2 separate regions of the Triticum aestivum genome follow, and region 1 is linked to region 2. The links are chromatin contacts, called in public Hi-C maps. All regions are on one chromosome and are shown on one strand. The core of a region is the stretch at or near the end of the contact, and the rest is flanking DNA. Distances in the headings are between cores, read along the strand shown. Region 1 holds the start of LOC123102309. Region 2 holds the start of LOC543378 (pyridoxal kinase).

What was found. Hi-C and Micro-C count contacts between places; a contact is called where the count stands out from the background.
Region 1: a Hi-C map of leaf shows a contact between it and region 2, with 3 times the contacts expected there. The contact joins the promoter of LOC123102309 here to the promoter of LOC543378 in region 2. A contact is called at or near these places in 2 of 5 Hi-C or Micro-C datasets (both in leaf).

What each region holds. Positions count from the first base shown.
Region 1 is chr5A:58,740,675-58,745,780 of IWGSC CS RefSeq v2.1, forward strand. LOC123102309 reads right to left here and starts at 1,609. Exons shown (of 3, transcript XM_044523614.1): 1 at 1,341-1,609; 2 at 727-968; 3 at 1-634. The coding sequence starts at 912. The coding sequence ends at 305.
Region 2 is chr5A:58,211,330-58,216,366 of IWGSC CS RefSeq v2.1, forward strand. LOC543378 (pyridoxal kinase) reads left to right here and starts at 2,410. Exons shown (of 12, transcript XM_044523612.1): 1 at 2,410-2,697; 2 at 2,939-3,071; 3 at 3,566-3,659; 4 at 3,737-3,841; 5 at 4,029-4,112; 6 at 4,236-4,309; 7 at 4,722-4,786. The coding sequence starts at 2,603.

The sequences.
Region 1 (5,106 bases), core at 359-2,858, 530 kb after region 2:
CTGTCCCAGATCCCCCCTTCTAGATTTCTTCTACCCCGTCCCCCCAAACTAGAGCTCCCAAATTTACATGAAGGGCACCTGCATCTGAACCTGAAATTTATTTACATACAAAAAGATTTGTGGTAAAATTACCTAGACTCATTATACTTATGGGATTTGATTGATGGATTATATAGTTTTTAGGGGTTAAATTTTGGACTTAAGCTCCTCTCACTCATCTCCTCACTCTCATCTCTCTCCCTCCCAAAGCTTTTGCACTACTGAGGGGAGAAGATTTCCTGGTTATTCGATGTTGTATGTGCATCTAGACCATGGCGGCGATGCCATGGCCACGGCCGCTACGGCCACCGTCGAGGCAGTCAAAACCCTCGACGCGGACGGCTGGCTGGAACACGCGAGCGCACCCAGCCGAGGAACGGGGCGACATCGGCGGTCCCGCCGGGCGTGGGGTGGGACGGACCACCACCGGCGCTGGCGTGACCGGCGACATCACCGGCCACCATGGCAGGGGACTGGACGGGCAGTCCATGCCGAACCGGCTGTCGTGGACCACCGGGTTCGAGGCCCGCCGCGGAGGCGAGCCACAGAACAGCGGCGGCTGAGGGGACGCCGCGGAAAGATTGCTCTCGTCGCCCTGCAAGAACCGGAGCAGAAACATCAGCGACCCGTTGGAGAAGCCACGCGAGGAAATCATGGATCTTGGGCCGAGGCGGAGAAAGAACTCACCTTTGATAGGAGGAGGTCGAGCAGATCCATGCCGGCGCCCGCGTCAGAGTGGCCGCTCTGGTGGCACCGGAGGGGCGCGACCGGGCGGCGCGGCTTGGGGCAGAAGAGCGGGCTCTTCGCGTCGGTGGCGGCAGCGGCAGCGGCGGCGACCGGGACGGGGCTCTTCATGGCGGCGAAGTGGCTCATGGTTTCTTTTTTGGGTTTTTTCGGTTAGTTGATTAGATCCGGAAAATTTACAGACCCTGCAAGAACAAGAACAGCCAAAGAAATTGCTCAGTTTCACCTCTAAAATCGTTCAATCTTCACACGAACGAGACACCAAAAAACATTTGCTAACTAATCTGATTTTTCCCCACCCACACAGAAAGAAATCAAAAGAAACTGGAACCTTCCAGAAGATTTGTCACAGAAGAACAAATCCTCTCGGTTTTATTCTCTCTTTTTGCAAGAACATGTGGTGGGTTCCCAAGATCTGTAACAAAACCTATCAAGAAAACAGAAAGAACGAGCCTCACCTCTACCCCAGACCACACAACACAGATCCCCAACAGAAGATGAGAAACTAGAGGGAGAGAGATAAATAGAGAGATGGGGGAGAGGAGGTTGATGTTTACCTGAAGCTTCGCCTCTGGATTTCTCTCCTTGGATACAGGGGGAGAGAAAGGAGGAGAGCCAAAACTATTGTTACTCCTACCAAGAAATAAAAATAAAACAAAAGAAGAAACTCTCAGGATTATGAGAGGAGCGGGATGGGCGTGCCGATGGGAGGAAGGAAAGGGTAGGAGGGGATGGGAGGCCTTAAATAGCCAGGAAACGGGGAACCACACGGGGACAGCTTACCCGTAGCAAGTGGCAAATATTGTTATTTTCTCTCTTTTCTCTTTCTTTCATAATATAAAGAAGGGAATCCTTGATAGTAAAAAAATGGGGAGATATTTAATAATTGCATATGGGAAGCAGGTTGAGCAAAAGCTGGTGGGGGGCAAGAGGAAATTATTTCGGCCTGCACGGCAAAACTGCTGCCATAATTGAAGCAATAAACAAGATGGGACCTTTTTCTTCCTCGATTGGTCATGGAGGCCACCTTTTCTTTCGGTTTCTTTTTATTTGTGTAGGGAGGCTGGTTTTCGTGCTTCTTTGAATGATTTGGTCTGTACGCCACTCCACCACCCCTTGTTTCCTTGTGTACTTGCTCTTGAATCCTAAGCTGTCTGCCAATAATTTTGATATAATTTGTATCTCTGCAAAGAGGTCTCATGTGCAGGAGTCTGATCTTTGTAGCGTAGTTTTTCCTTATTTTTAGAGACATTATCTTTGTAACATAGTACTTCCTTCTCTCTGGTTTATTGGGCTCATCTCATTTTTTTGGTTTTACCATACTATAAGTCTTATTTTCACTTCATTCCACCACATGTTCACAATCCAAGTTGCATTAAATTGATGCATGCAAAGATTAAAAGAAACCAACCAGTGCATGTAACTATTCCTACTCATTTGGTGGTCATCCATGTATATATTGTAATTAATCCATATTAAAGTTTGAGTAATTTTATAAATTATGAGATACTCCACTCATCATCTGCATTGATTGACGAGATTTTAAATTCAAGCCCTATAAACCGAAAAGGAGGGAGTACCACCATTTTGGATCTAAAATGATGAGACCTGGACAAACCTGGCCATATGGGTCGTGCTTATAAATCCAGCCCGCGGCATGTATTTTTTGGCACGGCACGAAGTGGCACGCGGATACATGGGTTGGGCCGGCCTTCAGCACGCCATGGGCCAGTGTTGATTCCTAAGGTCAAGCTTTAAGGGTGGCCTGACACGACCCTTTTAACTATGGCGCCATTTTAGGGGTTTTCTAGAGCTGTTTTGGACGTTTTAGGGTATTTCTACAATTGTTTTAGGGATGTTTAAGCCTTTTAGGTCTTTTTTGGTAGTTTAGGCCTTTTATGTCCTTTTTGGCCTTTTTAATGTGGGTCGGTGTGCGGGGCCGATCCTCCATCCAAACTCTTCGAGTTGGCACGACGCATCCTTTTTATAGAAAGGCCGACATGGGTTGTGCTGTGCCTTGCCTTATCCGAGGCTTGACGGGTCGTGTCGACCTAGATGGTCAGGTTAGACCTGAGTTACTTCTCTACTCTCTCATATATTTGTTTTGTTTTTCTATGTACTGCTCAACAAGGTTGCTCTGAAAACCCATGTTTATCTTAGAGCAACTTCAACGTTGATCATTAAATTACCCACAAATATCTGGACCGGGCCATCCACACACTTTTGACCATTCAATGGCGGTTACCAAATTTGTCCCGACTAAAATCCCGCAAATTTGCGCCAATTACAAGGAGTTTGGAGAGTTCAGATGGATGTCACGTCATACTCTGCCAATGCGGCTTCCCGCACCATGTCCACTCCGGTCTAACGGGTTCACTGCAACACACGAGCATCCCGCCTGCCCCCATTCACTCTGGTAGATCCGCCTCCCGTCTACCCGCATTATTGGCCGTGCCATGACCTAGAAGCCTACTACGGCTTAAAAGCCCACGAGGCTCCTCCTTGCAAACAGTACGTGCATAATCATCATCCTACCCCGCACATCCAGTGGCTGCCGCACAACACCAAACCTTCGCTTGCCACAACAAGCAAGAAGTCTGACGCCGAGAAGTGATCGTCAGTGAGCGAAACCGGATTCAGGGACAGCTCCCTAAACCGGGAGCCACCGTGGGTGTTGGTTCCCCTGCGGGTCGATTGGGTGTCACAGTCGGAGGAGGGGTTGTAGATGTTTTAGGAGGAGCAAGCGGAGGAGGAGGCCTCCCTCGTCGCCAAGGAAGAAAAGAAAGATCGACGACAACCTATGATTCCACTTTTCTCACCTCCGTTGCCTCACAGCTTCCATCAAAATACAAAACAACTTCGTTGCTGAGGCCCCTGGAGCTCATGCTAGATTTGGCCGTCGAGAGGCAGTTTGTGGCCCCACGCGTGGACCACTGCGTGCTCGTTGGCCCCAAACATCATGGCCGAGCACCTACCCGACATTTCATGACAGGATTATTTTCCATGGTCATGTACTATAGCGCACCGACGAGTCTGCGGTACTCCAAAGGATCAGAGACGGGTGCATCGTCGGAAGTAGAGAGCTTGGCGCGGATGTCCACCGATGTGACCACGGGCTTGCAGGCATGCATGTTGGCACGCTCGAGCAGCTCCTCTACGTACTTGCGCTGCGACAGGTAGAAGCCACGCTCGCTGCGGGTGACAGTGATACTCAGGAAGTAGTGCAGGGGCCCGAGATCTTTCATCCAGAACTTCGCAAAGAGTTGTCGCTGCAGGTGTTGAAGAAGTGCAGTCGACGAGGCGACAAGGATGATGTCGTCAACATACAAAAGTAGATACGTCGTGCCACCGTTGTTGTGGGGAACGAACAACAAGGGATCTGCGTGGGTGTTGGAGAAGCTGATCCGGCGAGCATACGTAGCGAAGTGGGCAAACCAAGCGTGAGGCGCCTGCTTGAGGTCGTACAATGATTTATCAAGAAGACAAACGTGGTCGGGGTGGGCGGCATTGACAAATCTGGCTGGCTGTTGACAGAGGACCTGCTCGGAGAGGCGGCCATGGAGGAACGCATTGTTCACATCCATCTGGTGAACAGGACAGTTGCGGGAAGCAGCAACCATGATCACCATGTGAATGGTGGCAGCCTTGACCACAGGGGAGAGGCTGGGACAAGCCGCGAATGACCCATCGGGCTTTGAACCACTCCAGAGTGATGTCGACCTTGAACTTGTGCCGGAACAACCACTTGTCGCTGACGATGTTGGCACCGACTGGTCGGGGAACGAGCCGCCACGTCTGGTTCTCCATCAAGGCCCTGTACTCCACCTAAATTCTAGACAACCAACATGGATCGCACAAAGCAGCATGCACACTCTTTGGGAAGGGGGAGATGGAGGTGCTAGTGGTGGTAGAGGTTGTTGTGGTATTTAGGGTTTGGGAGGAATTTACCAGCCTGCACGCGGGTTTGCATGGTATGGCTGGGAGGTGGCGGGGGAGCGCGACGACGGGCAGTGGGTGTGCGAGGGGAGTGGGTGGTGTTGGGAGCTGGCTCGGGATCCGTGGCATGGTAGCAGAATTAGGAGGGTGCGGATCGGCTGCCATGGCAGCAGTTTCCGGGGTCGGGTAGGAGGTTTAGGTGTTGGCGGATCCGGCGCCATGCCAGCGAAGTTAGGTGAGCATGGATCGACTGTCGTGGCAGCATTCGCGCGAGACGTGGAGAATGGTGTTGGTGTTATGGCAGCGTTTGGTGCTATAACAACAAGCCGCTCGTGTGGGCGTTGATACGTCCATTTTGCATCATGTTTACCTACTATTATTTATAAT
Region 2 (5,037 bases), core at 1,160-3,659:
CATTCATCAAGGTACCGCCCAAAGTTTCATCAATGAGAATTATATAGTGAATCATTGAGACAAAAGAATTACCCAATATGAAATTATGACACAAAGTATGGGATCAAACTGGAGCTCCTCTTCCTTCCTCTAGTGCATCTACCTCCTAATTGTTTTTCATTTCTGGTGGTGCATTTCCAAATGGTTTGGCGGTGCTAAATTTTTCATTGAAGTTTTCATACTTTCTCATCCAAGACATGATGGGTATATGAGTTTTTCATCTATGTTACTCATCCATGTGTCTTTTAGTATCTTCCTCATTTTTATTTTCTTCGCCTGTGTGCAAATTAACAAGAAAAAATAGAAGGTATAACAAGAAAAAATAGAAGGTATGACAGTACACAAGTTTGATAGTTTTTTGTGAAAAAATACAAAAAATTAGAATAGGTGGAGTACTTACGTATGAACACCGTTGTTGATATAGTAGTATCATTCCCTCTGGTTCCTTCACTATCACATCCGTCCATTTTCATGACCCGCTGAATTCCAATACATTTAGGAGTAGTGGCAGAGGACGGAGGAAAATAAAGGTGGGGCTGACTCTAAACTCCAGAGCACAAAAGAAATGGTTTGATGCAAAGCAAAAACAAAGTATTTGACACCTTGACCAGTACTATCAATAGACCACTACTATGCACGATCTTAAGTTGATAGAAATTCAGAAACTTATATTGCATCGCTATAAATTTAGAAAAAACAAATTAACAACTATGATGACCCCTGCCCCTTTGCGTTTGCTGACCGCTCCCTCTCCCCTTCATGTCCAACTTCTGGCTAGCAGCTAGGCTGATGCTGAACTTAGCCACCGCCCGGACTTCGGTGACGCTGTGAAGCTATTGTCGTCCTGCACTGCTAGAGGTTGCGGTCCTTCCTGCAGAAGATGGAAGTACAGGCTCCAGCATTTAGGCCATTCGCAGAGCCGTCTTCTTGTGCAGTCTGATGCCGACCGTCACACTAATTGTTGTGGTACTTGCCTGCCGGAGTACCGGTTGGCGCTAGCGATCGCTTGCTCAGCCAAACGCATGATGATTAAGCTAGCGAATGCCCGACCAAGCCACACCGACAACACACCCTAGTGCCTCGACCCACACTAAAACGGGCATGTTTCACTCGAGCACGCCAGCCAAGCCCATGATTGCTCCTTGTCCAATCCCCCTTTTCTTCTTCCTCTCAGCGATGAATAACACAGCGCCACAGCCACCATGCACTTTCGCCATCAAATTGTATAGAAACAGTGATTAAGAAATGAAGAAGCAGATGCACCTTAAGACAAGTTGCAACAGAACAGAATCAATGAGACATAAAGTGCAAGAATGTAGTTACACTGAAATGCTTCAGACATCAATAAATATTTTTCATCCTTTGTCGTCTTATCAATAACTGAAGTTTCTCGGGCAAAGTATGTGAAGCTCAGATTCACATGCTGAAAACCAATCTCTCAAACATGAACAATAATATGGTGCATGAAACCAAGAATGCACACACTTCTGCGTTCTGAGGATTTTATCAGGATAGTATATACACTTAAAACAGAAATACTTATGTTATTCCGTGGCATTATCTCCCAGCTCATCAATTTCGAAGGAGAAAAATAACCCACTGTCACATAGGATATGTGATTTTGTTAGCAGACATGAAGTAATTTGATCCACATATACTCTATGTTGTTTAAGAGAGCGATTCAGGAAGCACATGTGAGGGATGCGATACTTACATCACATGTGAGGCCAGGAAGCACGTGTGAGGGATGAAATACTTCCGCATCTTGGCACAGAGTGTTGGTCGTTTGCAGCAGATTTACACGAAGTACTCAGCGATCTTCCCCGTAGAACGACCAGCACGGAGGAGATCAGTGCGGATTTCAAACTGGCAGGGAGCAGATCGCCGCGCCGTGGGCTCGTTCGCCGGCGGCCGCCCTGCATGCACCGACTTCGTGCTTAGGGAGCAGACCACTGTGATCAGAGATGCGAGGGATGCAGGCGCCGCAGCGCCACGGGATCGCTCGCGGCCTCATTCGCCGGCGGCCGCCCTGCGTGCGCCCGCTTCGTGCTGAGGGAAGAGATCGGTGTGGCCCGAGAGGCGAGGGGGAGCGGGCGCCGCCGCGCTGTGGGAGACTTGTGTGGCTGGAGAGGTTAGCGCTAATTTTGGGGTGAGATTAGATGGAGGTTAGCGCTAATTTGGCGACGTGGCTGAGGTGGGCCTTCCGTTCGCTTCTGGCAGAGTTTTCGTCCGCATAAAAAAATTGCTAAACGTACCTTTGGTTGAGGGTTAGTTTTACCTTGATGGTCAGCTTTAATTAAGTTACCTTTATCGTGAGGCTATTATTGATTTGTGTTGTTACGTATAGCTTAGGCTGGGTGTATGTTTTCTTGTTTAATAGTAGTAGAGAAAAACAAAAACTACGCTGTCGTGAGCGAAGGAATCCTATCCCTCGCTTGCCACACGGACGGCCACGATAGCGTCAACTGTCAGCCGTGCGATCCCATCGCCGTCCGCTGCTGGTCCACTCGTCTATCCCCCACGCATACTCTTCTTCCTCCGCCTCCGCCCGCCTCACCGTCGCATGCTCGCCGCCGCCGCCGTGCCGCCCCTGCCGCCGCTCCCCCGCTCGTGCGCCTCGTGGAGACGGTGGATCCCATCCACTCCTTTCTCCTCCAGGTGGGTAAAGATAATCTACTTGTCGATTAATTAATTATTAATATAAAAAAGTAGTAGCTGTGGAGACCCGTAGTTGCGTAGTCCACCTCCAAATCTCCGAAGATATTCCGCTGCCGATTACTCAATTGGTTAGGTTGGATTAATGGTGGAAGATCGGAGTAAAAGAGAACAATTTGGCCTCTCCTTCTCCCTCCTGTGTCTGACCAGCTTTGCTTGCCTTTGTGCTGCTGCGATTTCGCAGGGACGGACCTGGTTGGCGGCGGGGGACGAGTGGAGGGGCGGTGCATCCGGCGATGGCACGGCCGCCGATCCTCTCCGTTGCACTGCCGTCTGACACGGGGCGCGTGCTCAGCATCCAGTCCCACACCGTCCAGGTGCCACACCACCCTCTCTCTCCTCTGTTCATCTGCCATGATCTTGCTTAACTACCTGCATCTACGAGCAATTGGCGGCTGTATGGTACGATAGTCTGGGTTTGGGAGCAAATCAAGTGTTTTGCGGGTTCTAAGATCTCGGTGGCTAGGCCGAGAACACCAGCTGTACTCAAGTCATTTGCAAGTGCTTCATGACTGAATTATTATTTTTATTATTCAATTCATATCAGACATGCATGCGTGCCGTGCTGCTTGCACACCATCATCATGATTGTCTCCCGTTGTGTAGTGTCACCAAGTCGTGTGGTTGCTTACTGGTGAATGCAGTTGTTGTATGGCATACATATGATCATACTTGGGGATTGCTTAAGTGTACAATAATAACTGTGCATAGCATTGTTTCGGAAATCAGGAGTACTAGTAAATTACTGAAAACCTTATGTTTGATTTGATTTATTTATGTCCTCTACTCATGCTGCTTTTCCTTAATTTAGGGCTACGTTGGCAACAAATCTGCTGTCTTTCCGTTGCAACTCCTTGGTTTTGATGTGGATCCGATAAACTCTGTACAGTTTTCTAATCATACAGGTATATAATTGGGCTATTCGGTAAAATGTGCAATATGTCTGGCACGCCTAAATATTTTCCACTATGTGTTATCTCAGGATACCCAAAATTTAGAGGACAGGTTCTCAATGGCAATCAGCTGTGGGATCTTATTGAAGGACTGGAGGAAAATGAATTATTGCACTATACACATTTGTTAACAGGTGAATGACCATTACGACTTCTTCAATTTGGGATTTCCCATCCTTCATGTAAAAAGCAAGTTGATTGGTCTTCAATGGCAGACCATTAATCATCATCTCTTTTTAATCAAACATAATGCTTTATACACAAAACAACACGCTATTTGTTTATTTTTGTCGAAGTAACATGCTATTTCTTGGTATTCAGGTTACATCGGCTCTGTTTCCTTTTTAAATACAGTGCTACAAGTCGTCGACAAATTACGATCGGTCAATCCTGATCTTATATACGGTAACCTTTTCTCATCTCCATTATCTATATGGTCAGTTCTGTTGTACAAAATCTTATGGGGAATTATGTCATAAACAAATTCTAAATAGAATTTGCTAATGCATGTCCACAAACGCTCTGCAGTTTGCGACCCGGTTCTAGGTGATGAAGGCAAACTATATGTTCCTCAGGATTTAGTATCTGTTTATCAGGAGAAGGTGATTTAGCCCATTTCAACTTGCTAAAGTTATCTTTTATGATATAAAAAATGCTGGGAATTACTTATTGTAAGGCTAGTTAGCATGTTACAAAAAAAAGACCCTGCAAGTTTTACTGTACTCCAGTATCCATTACTCTTCAATAAGCAAATCCATTCCCTAGACTGAAGGTTTACATTTTTTCAATAAAACAGTACATATAGGCAGCTGCATCTCCTTTCCCCTTTAGAAGTTAGTCGAACAGTCATGCGCAGTGTGTTCTGTGTTTCGTTCAATTAACTTCTCCCATTTACTCATTGAGCTATGGCATGGAAATTACATGATAGGACAGTGTAATTTCAAATGTGTTTAATGCTCATAATGCTCTGTGCTCATCGTAATGTATTCTTTTTTCTCATCAAATAATCTCCAGGTTGTCCCAGTTGCTTCAATGCTTACACCAAACCAATTTGAAGTTGAACTACTCACAGGATTAAGGTATTCATTCTATTCTTTTTGGAAAAGGAAAATGAGAGCTAATCTCTTTATTGTCATATACCCCGTCAATCCGCCATACTTCTGTTCTGTATCAGATTCCATATAAATTCAAATTTAGCACTTCCAGGAAAAAAAATATACTGCTAATTTTGGCCTGAGTAGTCCAATTTTTCTACCATTTTTTGGGTTCTATAGTTAATCTTTAACTCAAGGGGCAATGTGTGGATTAGGGTGCAATGATTTGAAATTCA